Regions from separate parts of the Hordeum vulgare genome. Here region 1 is linked to region 2. Evidence: chromatin contacts called from public Hi-C data. All regions are on one chromosome and are shown on one strand. Each heading gives the region's core, a stretch centred on a gene start, on an enhancer-like site or on the middle of the called end of the contact. The rest is flanking DNA. Distances are from core to core; before and after follow the strand shown. Region 1 holds the start of LOC123443919 (kinesin-like protein KIN-13B). Region 2 holds the start of LOC123443918 (WRKY transcription factor 22-like).

What was found. A called contact is a pair of places that touch in the nucleus more often than the background predicts.
Region 1: a Hi-C map of leaf shows a contact between it and region 2, with 8 times the contacts expected there. The contact joins the promoter of LOC123443919 here to the promoter of LOC123443918 in region 2. A contact is called at or near these places in 4 of 6 Hi-C or Micro-C datasets (leaf and seedling) and 1 of 1 datasets of contacts at active chromatin or transcription factors (embryo).

What each region holds. Positions count from the first base shown.
Region 1 is chr3H:381,324,344-381,330,416 of MorexV3_pseudomolecules_assembly, forward strand. LOC123443919 (kinesin-like protein KIN-13B) reads left to right here and starts at 2,274. Exons shown (of 12, transcript XM_045120482.1): 1 at 2,274-2,523; 2 at 2,612-2,782; 3 at 3,496-3,687; 4 at 3,793-3,894; 5 at 4,012-4,089; 6 at 4,177-4,258; 7 at 4,340-4,499; 8 at 4,592-4,894; 9 at 4,979-5,197; 10 at 5,278-5,734; 11 at 5,815-5,880; 12 at 5,971-6,073. The coding sequence starts at 2,425.
Region 2 is chr3H:380,863,249-380,869,626 of MorexV3_pseudomolecules_assembly, forward strand. It overlaps LOC123443918 (WRKY transcription factor 22-like), which reads right to left and starts at 2,280. Exons shown (of 3, transcript XM_045120481.1): 1 at 1,324-2,280; 2 at 1,089-1,211; 3 at 1-634. The coding sequence starts at 1,730. The coding sequence ends at 208.

The DNA of each region.
Region 1 (6,073 bases), core at 1,024-3,523, 460 kb after region 2:
CTGCTGCTGGAGGCTACTGTTTTGCTCGGAGCAGCCGCTGGGTCGTGGCGTTGTTTAGATCGCGGCTCGCGGCGCGGAGGAGGCTGTTCTTCTTCTTCATTGTCGTTTGAGGCATCTTTGCTTTCTTCGCTATCATTAACATTTTCACTCTCGGCACTGCCGCCTTCACTTTCCGCCTGAAGATCAAACTGCTCCCCGTTGGGTACAGGAGAGTGCAAGTTCATCCATTCCTGCAAAGAACAAAGACAACAGAGTCCATCGGACAAGTATGCAGTCACTCGACGAAGACATGAACACAATCGGAAAATATATTACATACCACGTTCCGTGGCTTATTCTGAGCGGAATATGTTGCGGCTCGTTTGGATCCCACGGGGTTGTCGCAAGGCCCGGTGATGCTCTTGATCCATTGGCTTACCATTTCTTCAGAAACTTCCTCAGGGTGCGACCGAGTGGAATCTTTGGAACCAGAGTAATGCCACATGGCATGGTCCCTCGCCTGAAGGGGCTCGATGCGCCGACTGAGGTACGTCTCCAGCAGATCCATTCAAGTCAGTCCATTCCTGACCAAACTGATCACCTCACCCACCAACATCTCCACCTATGCCTTCCCATCCTCGAATACAGTCGGTATTCTAGGGGCAGTCGGACGATCTAAGGTGAAAGGAGGGAGGCCAGTCGACATGTTCGAGGATGCGATATCATTGCAGTAGAACCATGTCGACTGTCAGTTCCGGACCGATTCAGGAAGGGTCATTTGGGGATAAGTGCTCCTACCCCTTTTCTGGATCCCTAAACCGCCACACAATTGGATGACATTGGTCCTAGTGTCCCATGGATTCACTTTTTTCACCGTCTGGGACCGTGAACTGAATATGTGCTTGAACAACCCCGGGTGAGGAGGGTAGCCCACGAAATACTCGCACAAAGTGATAAACGCAGAAAGGTACGCGACAGTATTCGGTGGAAGGTGGTGAAGTTGTATCCCGAAGTAAAAGAGGAAACCCCAGAAAAAAGGGTGTGGAGGCAGAGAAAAACCTCGTTCGACATGTGTGAGGAGAAGGACCCGCTCCCCCTCGCGAGGTGCCGGCTCAAGCTCCCCCTCCGGCAATCTCCAAGAGTTCTCGACCACCATCCCGTTCTCCACGAGATCCAGGACGTCCTCCTTCGTCACGGTGGACGGGAGAAAATACCCCTGTATCCACCCCGATGGCACTGCGGCCCGACCTGGCTTCCTCCCCTTGCCGCCCTTCTTGGCACCCTCGAGCTTGGAGGTTTTGCTCTTCGGCATGGCTGCCGTGGTGAAGGAAATCCTGAGCAAAGCTTGTGGGACGAAGGTGGAGGAAAAGCAAGAAGAGATCAAAGATCAAGGCGCAGCCGTAACCCTAGCCCCAGCCGCATATTTATAGCCGACCGACTCAGTCACCGACTGGTGGGTCCCCCAGATCTCAGCTTATCCCGATATGAGAGGAGACGTGACGCGTGGTGAGGATGATGGTGCGATAATCGATGCGTCGTTGCTCCACTTGCCCTCACAGTTGCGTCATCCCTGCGAGGCGTGCGGAAACCGAAATTTCGAATCCCGTGAGATCCGGGCCTGCCGCAGTGATCCTTCATATCAAAAGATCCCGTCAGTCACTCAGAATAACTCCAAGCATCTAAAATCACTCGGGCACACTTTACAACAGAATCGATCAAGGCGAATGACGGAGATTTCAGTCGACCCGAGTTTTATCAATCCCAGGAAAATGACCAAGGTCAGCACGACTCAACAAGAACTTACATCGACCCCTTCATCACTCGAACCCCGATTCATTCGGGGGCTAATGACGGGGATATGTACCTAGGGCAGGGTCCTACCAATGGTACCTCATTATTAGGCCAAGGGTCACACAGAAGAGTAAAGATCATGTAAGCTCCATTTGGCATAGTGTCCACACGGGGAGAACTATATTATGCACCCCATTAGTTGACGTACTAGTAGGACCTAACTCTCATTAAAAATCGGGATTTTTTACTGTATATAAATAAATAAATTAAGCAAAAGGAAGGAAACGAAATCTGTACCAACCAGCCGTGGTGACAGGCCTTGCCTAACCAGAACCGAAAAAGCTGCAGGGACGAAAGAGAAAAGGTCCCCTCGCCCCAAATCACGGCCCACTTTCCCCTTCCTACCCGTTCCCTTGATTTCCACTCCAAATTCAAACTGGGGGGCGAAAGCGCAACGTCAGTCGAAATCTAGGGTGCAAACCGCAAATCCACTGCTCTCCGAAACGAGAGGCCTTTACTCTACTCCCCTCTTCTACGACTCGCTCCGCCTCCCGTTGTCCCCTGCTCCTCCCCGCTCCTCCCCATTTCCTGCCTTCCTTGCTCCCCAGTCCACCGGGCAGCACCGGCAGCCCGAGCCCTACCTCGCCGGTGGCTATGAACGCGAGCGGGCGCCGGCGCTACACCTCGGAGCAGCTCCTCTTCGATGTCCCCTCCAATGCCGGGACGGCTGGCGGTGCCGGCAGGTGGACCCAGGTACGGCCAACGATTCCTCGAGATCTGCGTGCAGCGCGTGATCTCCGGTCAGCTCATGAATTTGGATTTGGAGTGATTTTGCGTGCAGCGCGGCGGCCTGCGCCGCGGGGACGGGGAGATCTTCGTGTCGGTGGACCCAGCGACGCCGGCACGGCTTCGCGGAGGGGACGCGGCGGCTGGGGAGTCTCCGGGGCAGAGGCACCAGCTCAGCCCCGGGCTGCTCGATCTCCATGCCTTTGATACCGAGCTTATCCCCGATGTAAGACGAGAGCTGCAATTGTTATAAGTACTGCTTCTGTTCTGATGATCTCCTTGTGGCTGCGTTAGATTATACAGTAATATTCTTGATTGTAGGAAGTGTTATTGATCTGACGTTCTGAATCCAGTTGTCGAGGCATGGTCGCATGGGTCCTCAGAAGTATTTTTAATTTTCTCTGGATTATTGGCATATGAAAGCAAACTAAGACTGTTTAGTTTTTGTTTTGGCATTGGTCTTTTTTTAGGTGAATTTCAGCTACTTGTGCGAAATTAAATGTTTGGTACGGTTTTAGCTAGCTGGTGAGACGTGGCAGGTGGCATTGCATCCATAGGTGTTTTTTTGTTGGGTTTCATTTTGGTCATGTTTCTGCCAATGCTGCCCACGCCATGTACTCTGCTTGCAAATATATGCTTCGGCATCTATGCCTTGCATCTATTTTAATGAAGTTATGGCTGAGTTCAACAGGGGATGCAAAGACTGGGAGGTTTTGACCTTCCTTTTCAGGAGAAGAAAATCCGTACACTGTATGGTTCGACATAACTATAAGCTATTGATTTCTGTAAATTTAGTTCTTTAGATTAGATAGTGTAGTGTACTTAATATGCTGATGAAGGATCATTGGTAAACCAAAATATTTTATGTTGCAGCAATGGTCATATAATATTGCCCACATTGTAAATTCTGTATTAACTAGAATTCATATGTACGTACAGTTTCAAGTACAAGGAATGTATGATGGTGCTGAAAAGTTTGGTTATGCCAATGGAGGAGGCTTTGAAGATTCGGATATGAGCTTCGGTACAGACAAGCAGATGAGCAAGTCTGCTGTTTTTGCTGAAAGTAACTACCTCAAGGCCTTCCCTGAAAAAGAGAAGGCAGCACCTGTTGCCAAAATCAAAGTGGTGGTATGTTTGTTTGTCTTGCCCGATGATTGAATCTTTCTCAATGGCTCATACAAAGCTATGAGGATATATACTTTTTACAGTTTTGATGTGTAATGTTAAATGCAGGTGCGCAAAAGACCTCTGAACAAAAAGGAGATATCGAAGAAAGAAGAAGATATCATAGACATTGAACAAAATTCTTTGACTGTCCATGAGACTAAACTTAAGGTTTGTGCCAAGCTTGTTATCTCCATCATTCTGCCTTATTTTTACTTGTCCATATGATCTTAACTTGCTACTGACAGTCTATTCTCATTGCTTCATGCCTGGCACATAATTCTGCAGGTTGACCTCACTGAGTATGTTGAAAAGCATGGATTTGTGTTCGACGCTGTTTTGGATGAGGACGTTTCAAATGATGAGGTGATCAGCAATCCGCATATTCTATATAATTGTAGTATTAGGCATTATATATTTATTCTCAACAACCTGGACTCATTCTATTTACAGGTTTATCGTGAAACAGTGGAACCGGTGGTTCCTGCTATTTTTAATCGTACAAAGGCAACTTGTTTTGCATATGGACAAACCGGTATATCTCCAACATCCTCTAGATGCATGTCTAAAATTGCAGCAGACTAAAGACAACTCCTAACTTACATTGTCCATCCAGGTAGTGGAAAAACCTACACCATGAGACCACTTCCTCTAAAGGCATCCCAAGACATTTTGAGACTAATGCACCATACATATCGTAATCAGGGGTTTCAGTTATTTTTTAGTTTCTTTGAGATCTATGGAGGAAAATTATATGATCTGCTTAATGAAAGGAGGTACATTATACCTAAATCTCTTACGTTTATAAATAAAGTCTATGCAGAAAGCCAATGATGTTTCAGTTCTGAACAATGATTATCTCATGTAGTAAACTTTGCATGAGAGAAGATGGAAAACAGAAAGTTTGCATTGTTGGTTTACAAGAGTACAGGGTGTCTGATCTTGAAACTATCAAGGAGTTGATTGAGAGAGGTAATGCCACCAGAAGTACTGGTACAACTGGTGCAAATGAGGAGTCATCACGATCTCATGCCATTCTTCAGCTTGCTATCAAACGGCGTGTTGATGGCAATGAGTCTAAGCCACCCAGATTGGCTGGCAAGTTGTCGTTTATTGACCTGGCTGGCAGTGAGCGTGGTGCTGATACAAATGAAAATGATAAACAAACAAGGTTATCTTACAAAACTTTCTTCTATGATAGGAGTATACATATGTATTTTGCTAACACTGAAGTGCTTTAAAAAATGTTATGCAGAATTGAGGGTGCTGAGATCAATAAAAGTTTGCTTGCTTTAAAGGAATGCATCAGAGCACTTGATAATGATCAGAATCATATTCCCTTCCGTGGTAGCAAGTTGACTGAAGTTTTGCGAGATTCATTCATTGGAGACTCGCGCACTGTCATGATATCATGCATTTCCCCTAGTTCTGGCTCTTGTGAACATACACTGAACACATTGAGATATGCTGATAGGTAATTATCTTTATTCATTCTTTATGTTGCAGTAGCTGCTTTTTGTCCATGTAACACATGTAACATATTCTCATCTTCAGAGTGAAGAGTCTGTCAAAAGGAAGCAACAGCAAGAAAGATGTGCCTTTGGCTGCTGCACCTTTACGAGAGTCGAGTCCTTCGCCATTGGCTCCGGTTGTACCCTCTTTCTCTCCAGCCGAGGTAATGAATGATATCACTGAAAGGGGTAAGTTTGGTTGGCCCAAGCAGCAGTATGCCAAAGAACAGCCATCGCCATCGTATGTGGATAGAATGCCCAAGGGTAGGGAAGACACTGAGTTCAGTTCGGCGAATACTGGTTATTTCAACGAACAAAGGAACAGAGGTACTGCAGCAACAGGCATAGCCGTTGTACCAGGTACACTGTACCAGCAGGGAAGGAAACAGGCACAGAAGGGTAGAGATCCGGCTTCCGAGAATAATATGAGAAATTCTGTTGCTTACCCAATTAGAAGTGCTGTGCCAGACGAAGATGACCATCTGAATGACCTCCTTCAGGTACAGTATTATTGCCTCTGCATCATTTCGTTTATACAATATGACCTGGGTTAGGTTTTGACGTTTGTTAACTGGTGCAGGAAGAGGAAGATTTAGTTAGTGTTCACAGAAAGCAGGTGGAAGAGACCCTGGACATAATTAAAGAGGTTAGTCGCCTAGAATGGTAAATTGCGTTACCTGTAACTGGTCATCGTATTATCTTGCCGTAACGTGTGAATGGCCCCTTGTTTGGTCAGGAGATGAACTTACTAATAGAAGCAGATCAGCCTGGCAACCAACTGGACGACTACGTTACAAGACTAAGCGGTATCCTCTCACAGAAAGCTGCTGGAATTGTGG
Region 2 (6,378 bases), core at 1,030-3,529:
AAATCTTCATCAATTTTGTTGAGTGGGATCAAGCACAAAACGCACATCAAACGCATATACATGGCTGCTTGCCTGCTGCGTGACCCCTCCTTCGCAAATAGGTGAACAAAGGGTTCCCTCAAAAAAAAAAAAAAGGTGTGAACAAAGGGGCAAAAAAGTTGTCAATCGGTGGTGCCTATAGGTTATAGCTACAAATTTCCTCTCCAGCTATAGCGAGAGCCGTCGTCCCAGGGCGCCATCCTCGTCGAAGACGTGATCCAGGTCGCCATCCACGGGCGCCAACAACTCGTCCAGGTCAAGCTCCGTCGGCCAGAAGTCGCTGCCGTCATCCACCGCCGCATCTTCAGTGGTACCGTCCACCGCCATGGACGACGTCTCGTTGCTTTCATCCTCGCACCTCACCGGCTCGTGGGCATTGCCGTGTCTCTTGGGCGAGGTGGTCGTCGTCGTCACGTGGTCCTCGGCAGGGGTGGACTTGTGGCGGGTGGTGCCGGCGAGCGCGTTGATCTGCGTCGGCACCGGGTGGCAGTGCTCGGCCATGTAGGTGATGACGAGCACACCGGGCTTGGCCGGGCTGCGCTCCACCAGTTTCCGGGCCATGCATCCCTTCATGCTGCTACACTTGTAGTATCCCCTGTCACCACAAAGCTAACAAATTTCAGTATGCGGACCAGGATTACCGGTGCTTCTATACGTATACTGATTACGTATAAGATAGGTAGCAGTACGGAGGGCCACTTGAGTACAGCAGTACCAACCGGAGTATGCGTGTTGTACTGCAAAAGTACAGGTGACGTGTAGCGGCCAAAACGTGATGCCAAATTGGCAAGGTGAGCGGCTAACATCTACTAGTAAGTTCTAAGCACCAGTTCATATGCATGTTAGGCGTAATTATATGTACTGTTCGTAACTACAGTAGTACTATATCCAAATGAGAAATCTGTGTAAACCTTGACTCATCTTATGAGAAATCAGTTGTTGAGAATCTGTTAACAGCAGTACTGTAGTTTTTTTTTAGGGAGATGCACGGTGTATGGAAGAGACGCGTGGAAACGGGCCGGTGGAAGTGGTTATAGTTAGTTAATTACCGGGGATAAGGCGAGCCCTTGATGGGCTTTTGACCGTACTTGCGCCACGCCCAAAGGTCGGAGGAGACGCCGCCGTCGGCCACTGGCACCTCGCGCACCTCCTTCTTCAGCTGGCTCTTCTTGCTGCTCACCACCAACACCACCAACAACACCAAACAAACAAAATCACAATTTGCACTGCATATACGATCGGGCCGGATGCAGAAATCAACTTGGTATGTAACGTAAGCAGTACCTTCTTTTCGGGCGCGGGGTGGTGGTTCGTATGCCGGGCTTCCGGCCAGGCGGCACCCGCGGGCGCACGCCGGACGTGGACGCGGCCGCGGGGAAAGAGATCATCATCTCATGGCGGTCATCCACTGCCGCCCACGACTGCGGCGACGGTGCCGACAGCAAGAAGGGCTTGTGATCCAAGTCCAGGTACTCGAGGCCGTAGAGCGACGGCGCGTCCTTGGCCGCGGATGCAGGCCGGAGCACGTCGCCGCGTGGTTCCCGCTTGACCGTCGTCTCCGGCACCGGCGCCGGAGACGGAGAAGGACCCGCGCGGTCCTGGGGGTGGGAGGAGAAGGTGGTGCAGCTCCTGACGACGGCCTGCAGGTCCCAGTCGTTGAGGTGCTCCATGCGCAGAAGCAGGCCGCACATGAACGGCGAGCAGGGATTTGAGCTTGGAGAGGTTTGACGAAGTGATCTAGCTAGGTCGAGAGGTAGAGAGGAGGAGGAGGACGGCTGGGTTCTGGCCGGCGCGGGATAGGGTTGACTTTGAGCACTGGCAGGCCGGTCCGGGCAAATATATACGCGTACGCCTGTACCACTGCTACATGGTGTAGTAGACGCGTAGTATGCTGGGAGGACGGACGGACTCTGGCCTCTGGGTGGATGATTCGAGGTCGTCCAGGAGGAGCGAGAGGAGTGGCACGAGGGCGATGACTCGATCCCTGTAAAGTCAAAGGCAAGTGGTGGGCACGGCGCGCGCTTCGCAGCAGCAAGCGCAGGGGATAAGAGAGGAGAAGATCGCGTCCGGATTTGAAATGATCAGCCACTCTCCATTGTTGTATTGTGTAATTGTATACGGGGGCGGGGCTCTATGCACGCACGCACGCACGCACTTGTCAAAAGGGCCTTGTCTTCCCTTCCCTATTGTTTCGTTTGACTTTGCTCCAAATGTCAAAAGGGAGAGAGGGCTGAGCTAGAGCTAGAAGAAAAAAGGGTGGAATCTTTGGAGGGAACTCTCTGGCGTCATTTAACTTTAAAGGAGAAGGAGAAGGAGAAGCCACGGACAGGGGAATATAGATACGTAGCAGTAGCCGCGAATTAACTTTACGCTTGCTTGACTCTTTATTTATGCCGATCCTATATTATTGGCTGCGCTTGACTAGCCACTTGGGCGCGTCAGGCGTCGGTTATTCTGGATCTGACCTTGTGTAAATGTCAAAGGGCAGAGAGAGGGAGCCGTGGCACAAAATCTCGCCCATATGCGTCAGATCTCTCAAGCCGTTCGGGGGTGTCGCGTGGGGGCAGAGCGGCCGAGGGCGGCGCTCCAATCGGCGCGGGGATAAGTGGCAAAGCGACGGTGGAGTCTTTTGGCCACGACAAGGACGCGAGAGGGATCGGCCCCTCGGCCGGTGGTCGTCGTCTCTCTCTCTCTTCCTTGCTCGCGTCCCGCCCAGCCGCTGTTGCCGCCGCGCGCTGCTCTGTCTAGTGCGCGCACGCGGGGGCCCGGCGCGCACGCGCCGAGCCCCTCTGCTCCGCTCCGTCCCACGCGCAAATTTTACATCACGACAGCGATGGACAATTGGAAGATAATAAGTAGTACTCGTAATATGGATAACCAAGTGTGCCTGCCTGCCTGCCTGCCTTGTGTTGAATGACAGGTACGCTTCGGTCCGTCCACGTTATCCATGGCTGGCTGGCCGATCGCCACTACTGCGGCTGTTAGGTTTGGGTGTGCAGTCATCCCCTCATCGTGCTTCCCGTTGAGGGCCGAGTGACACGTGATCTCGGTCCGGTTGCCGGTTGCAATCACCCGTCCGCTCCGGCTGGCTACATGGCACATCCATCCTCATCCCGACCCCTCCCGGTAAGCTGGAACATAAAGCACGCCCATGCATACACCAAAAACTTCTGCCGTCCTCTTAATTATTACTGTACCGTACTACCCGTGAAGCTTCTGTGATGGCCAGCTAGGCTGCCTGCATGCTACGTAACGTACGTCTACATATCGAGCCGTATAGAAACTTGGCACGACAGGATTACCACGAGAATGTTTCTTCATTATGCGCGCACTGAAACTCGCTTGCGAAAAGAGTAGCTAGCCGATTGCAATGTTTCAGTCACGACGAGAAGGATCGTTGCTCATAGTGGGCTCGTAGCCGGCGACGCCGACGGCTCTCTCTCTGTCTGTCTTTGCACCAAGTGAAATGGTCCATCCATCCCTTTTTGTGCGTTGCAATCCCGCAACTTGGCCTAGATGCGACTTTCCTTTTTTTACGACGGAATGACCGATGGACGAGCTAGCTGATGCTGAACCTTCGAGAGCAGCGCCTGATCAAGGGAGCCAAGGGGCCTCCGTTGACTTGCCCGGTCCGCCGGTTGCCCGCGGCGACGCGTTACCTTGCACGACGCACACCCTTTTATGTGACTGCTCCAGACACATGGCTGGAGCAGAGAACTCTTCTCTCGGGAATCTGGGTGTCATTAATGCCATCTGATACTGGTGTACTTCTCAAAAAAATACTCTAACAAAGAATATGAACGGTCATAGTGGGAAGTATCATATAGTACTATCATCCATACACCCTTCGTCCACAAATAAGTGTACATATAGATTTGTACTTAGTCAAACTTTTTAAAATTTGATCAACTTTATAAAAAAATAGTAGCAACATTTACGGCATGAAAATGATATATTTGGAAACTTCATGTAAATATAAATCTATTGATACTAATTTGATATCATAAATGCTAGCAACTTTTTAAATAAAATTAGTCAAAGTTTAACTAGTTTGACTGACAAAAAAGGAAAATGTACACTTATTACCGGACGAAGGATGTATGAGAGCAAGTACAATAAGGTACAGTCAACAGACTGTAAGGATTAAAATACTATATTTTTTTTAAGTTGGATGAAAAAGAAGAGGAGAGAGAAGGGAAGCGGGCTCTTCGTGAAGAGCTAGCTCTAGCACGTGCTCCTAGGTGTTTTGTGAGAATGAAAGGTGAATCATATATGATAAAAGTAGTACTCTTTTATAGCTAACTATTGTATAAGCTAGCTATAAGATGGACTATAAGATAGCTTATAGTCAGCAGTTGGCTATTCTATTAACCATGCTCTGATACTATTGTATGATACTGCCTTTATAATGCATAGTATCATAAACTAGTATCATAGATGACCTTATTTATTGACATCCATGAAACATAGAGGGTGCTTGGATCCAAGGGACTAAAACTATTTTGATCAACTTTCATGTTGAAAATATTTTGGTCTGACTTACGGGTTATTTAATATTATTTTTTAAAGTTTTATTCAATAATTAGGAATTAAAAACAGATTTAATTAATTAAATTAAAAAGCTATTATGACATCAGCATGATGTCATGCTGACATCAACAATTGACTGGTCAACTGACCAATGGGTCCCATGCGTCATAGACACAAGTTTTAATTAAGATTAAATAGTAATTAATCAGATTAATTTAGTGGGGGACCCACGTGTCATACTCTAATTATTCTAATTACCCAATTAATTTATTAACTAATTAATTGACTAATATATCTATTTATTTATTTAATAAAAACATTATTTTATTTTTATATTTTAATTTTCACTTTTCTAAAAAGAGGGTGTGGGGCCTCCCTGTCATAGACAGCGGGGTGAGTTGACCCACCGGTAAGTGGCATTAGGCCATACCCATATTTATCCATATAAAACATAACGTATTTCTCCACATACCTACATACATAAATACATACATATGTGCATCTCATACATACAAAATACGTACGACATCTAATACATACATACATACATACATACGCAAATACATCGTTTTATTTTTATTTCTCTTTCTCATCTCACAACTCCAACCTATGTGTTAACACAGACTCAACATCAAAGAGAGAGAGAGAGAGACATCTCCAACATCGCCTAATCGATCCTAATGACGTCGGAATGGAGCGCCGTTTGCCGGAACGGAACCGGGACGACGCGAGGAAGGAGACGGTGGGAGGAGCCCGAAAAGGGGCTCACCGACGTTGACGAGAGGGCCCGGTGAAGCCCGAGTTCTCGAGAGGCAGAGGAGACGGCGAGAGGAGGACGAGGCGGTGACGGTGGTGACGCAGTTCCGGTGAGGATGATGCCGGCGAGGGAAGCCGGCCGAAGGGTCGCCGAGAGGGGCCCTGGTGAGGAGGGCCCCCCGGGGATGGAGACGTCGGAGTGGGGTGGCCGACGGGAGGGACCTCGGGGGAGGCCTCGGCCAGACCTGGTGGGTGCTGCCGGCGGGGATCGGGAGTGGGGCGCTCCTGGGGACGATCTGAGAGAGGCCGGCGGGAGGAGTAGGAGGTTCGGTCTCGGTGGGAGGGTGAGGCCTTCGGGGTTGGGACTAGTCGGGGAGTTAGGGGGGCTCGAGGTGGAGTGAGTGGACCTGGGGGCCGTTGGCGGGAGGGACCGACGGGAGGAGGCGAGCTCGGTGGGGATCAGGAGGGGATGGAGCCGAGGGGAGGTTGGGGGCTGTCGGTGGGGGTAGGTGTTGCGGTTGGTGGGATTGGGGTCTCGTGATGTGAGAGACCGAGAGAGGGAGGGTTGTGGGGTTGGTGGGGGGGGGGGTGTACCGAGAGGGTTAGGTGGGGGGGGGGTCTCTCGTGGGGTGGTTGAGGCGAGCGGGAGGGGGAGCTGGCGGCGGCTAGGGGGAGCGAGGGGAGGGGGTCGGTCGCTAGGGTTGCCCCTCTTGGGGCTTTATACCCATGGAGGGGTGGGCTGAATGGGGATGGCCTGGCTGTGCCACTTTTGGCCGAGTTGGGCCAAGGGGATTCTTTTCCTTTTTTTTATTTCTTACTATTATTTATTTTTATTATCCTATTTTATTTACTTTCTTTTACAATTTATTATATATACTTTTAATTCTTTATTTTTCATTTACTATTATTTATTTATTTATTTGATTTAAAGCTTCACTTTTAAATATATAGGGGTTACCAATAATTCCTAAAGTGCCTGATTTGATACTATAATCCGCTAGGGAATTTTTATAACTCCCCGACGTTTTTATTTTCACAACCGAAATCTTTTCT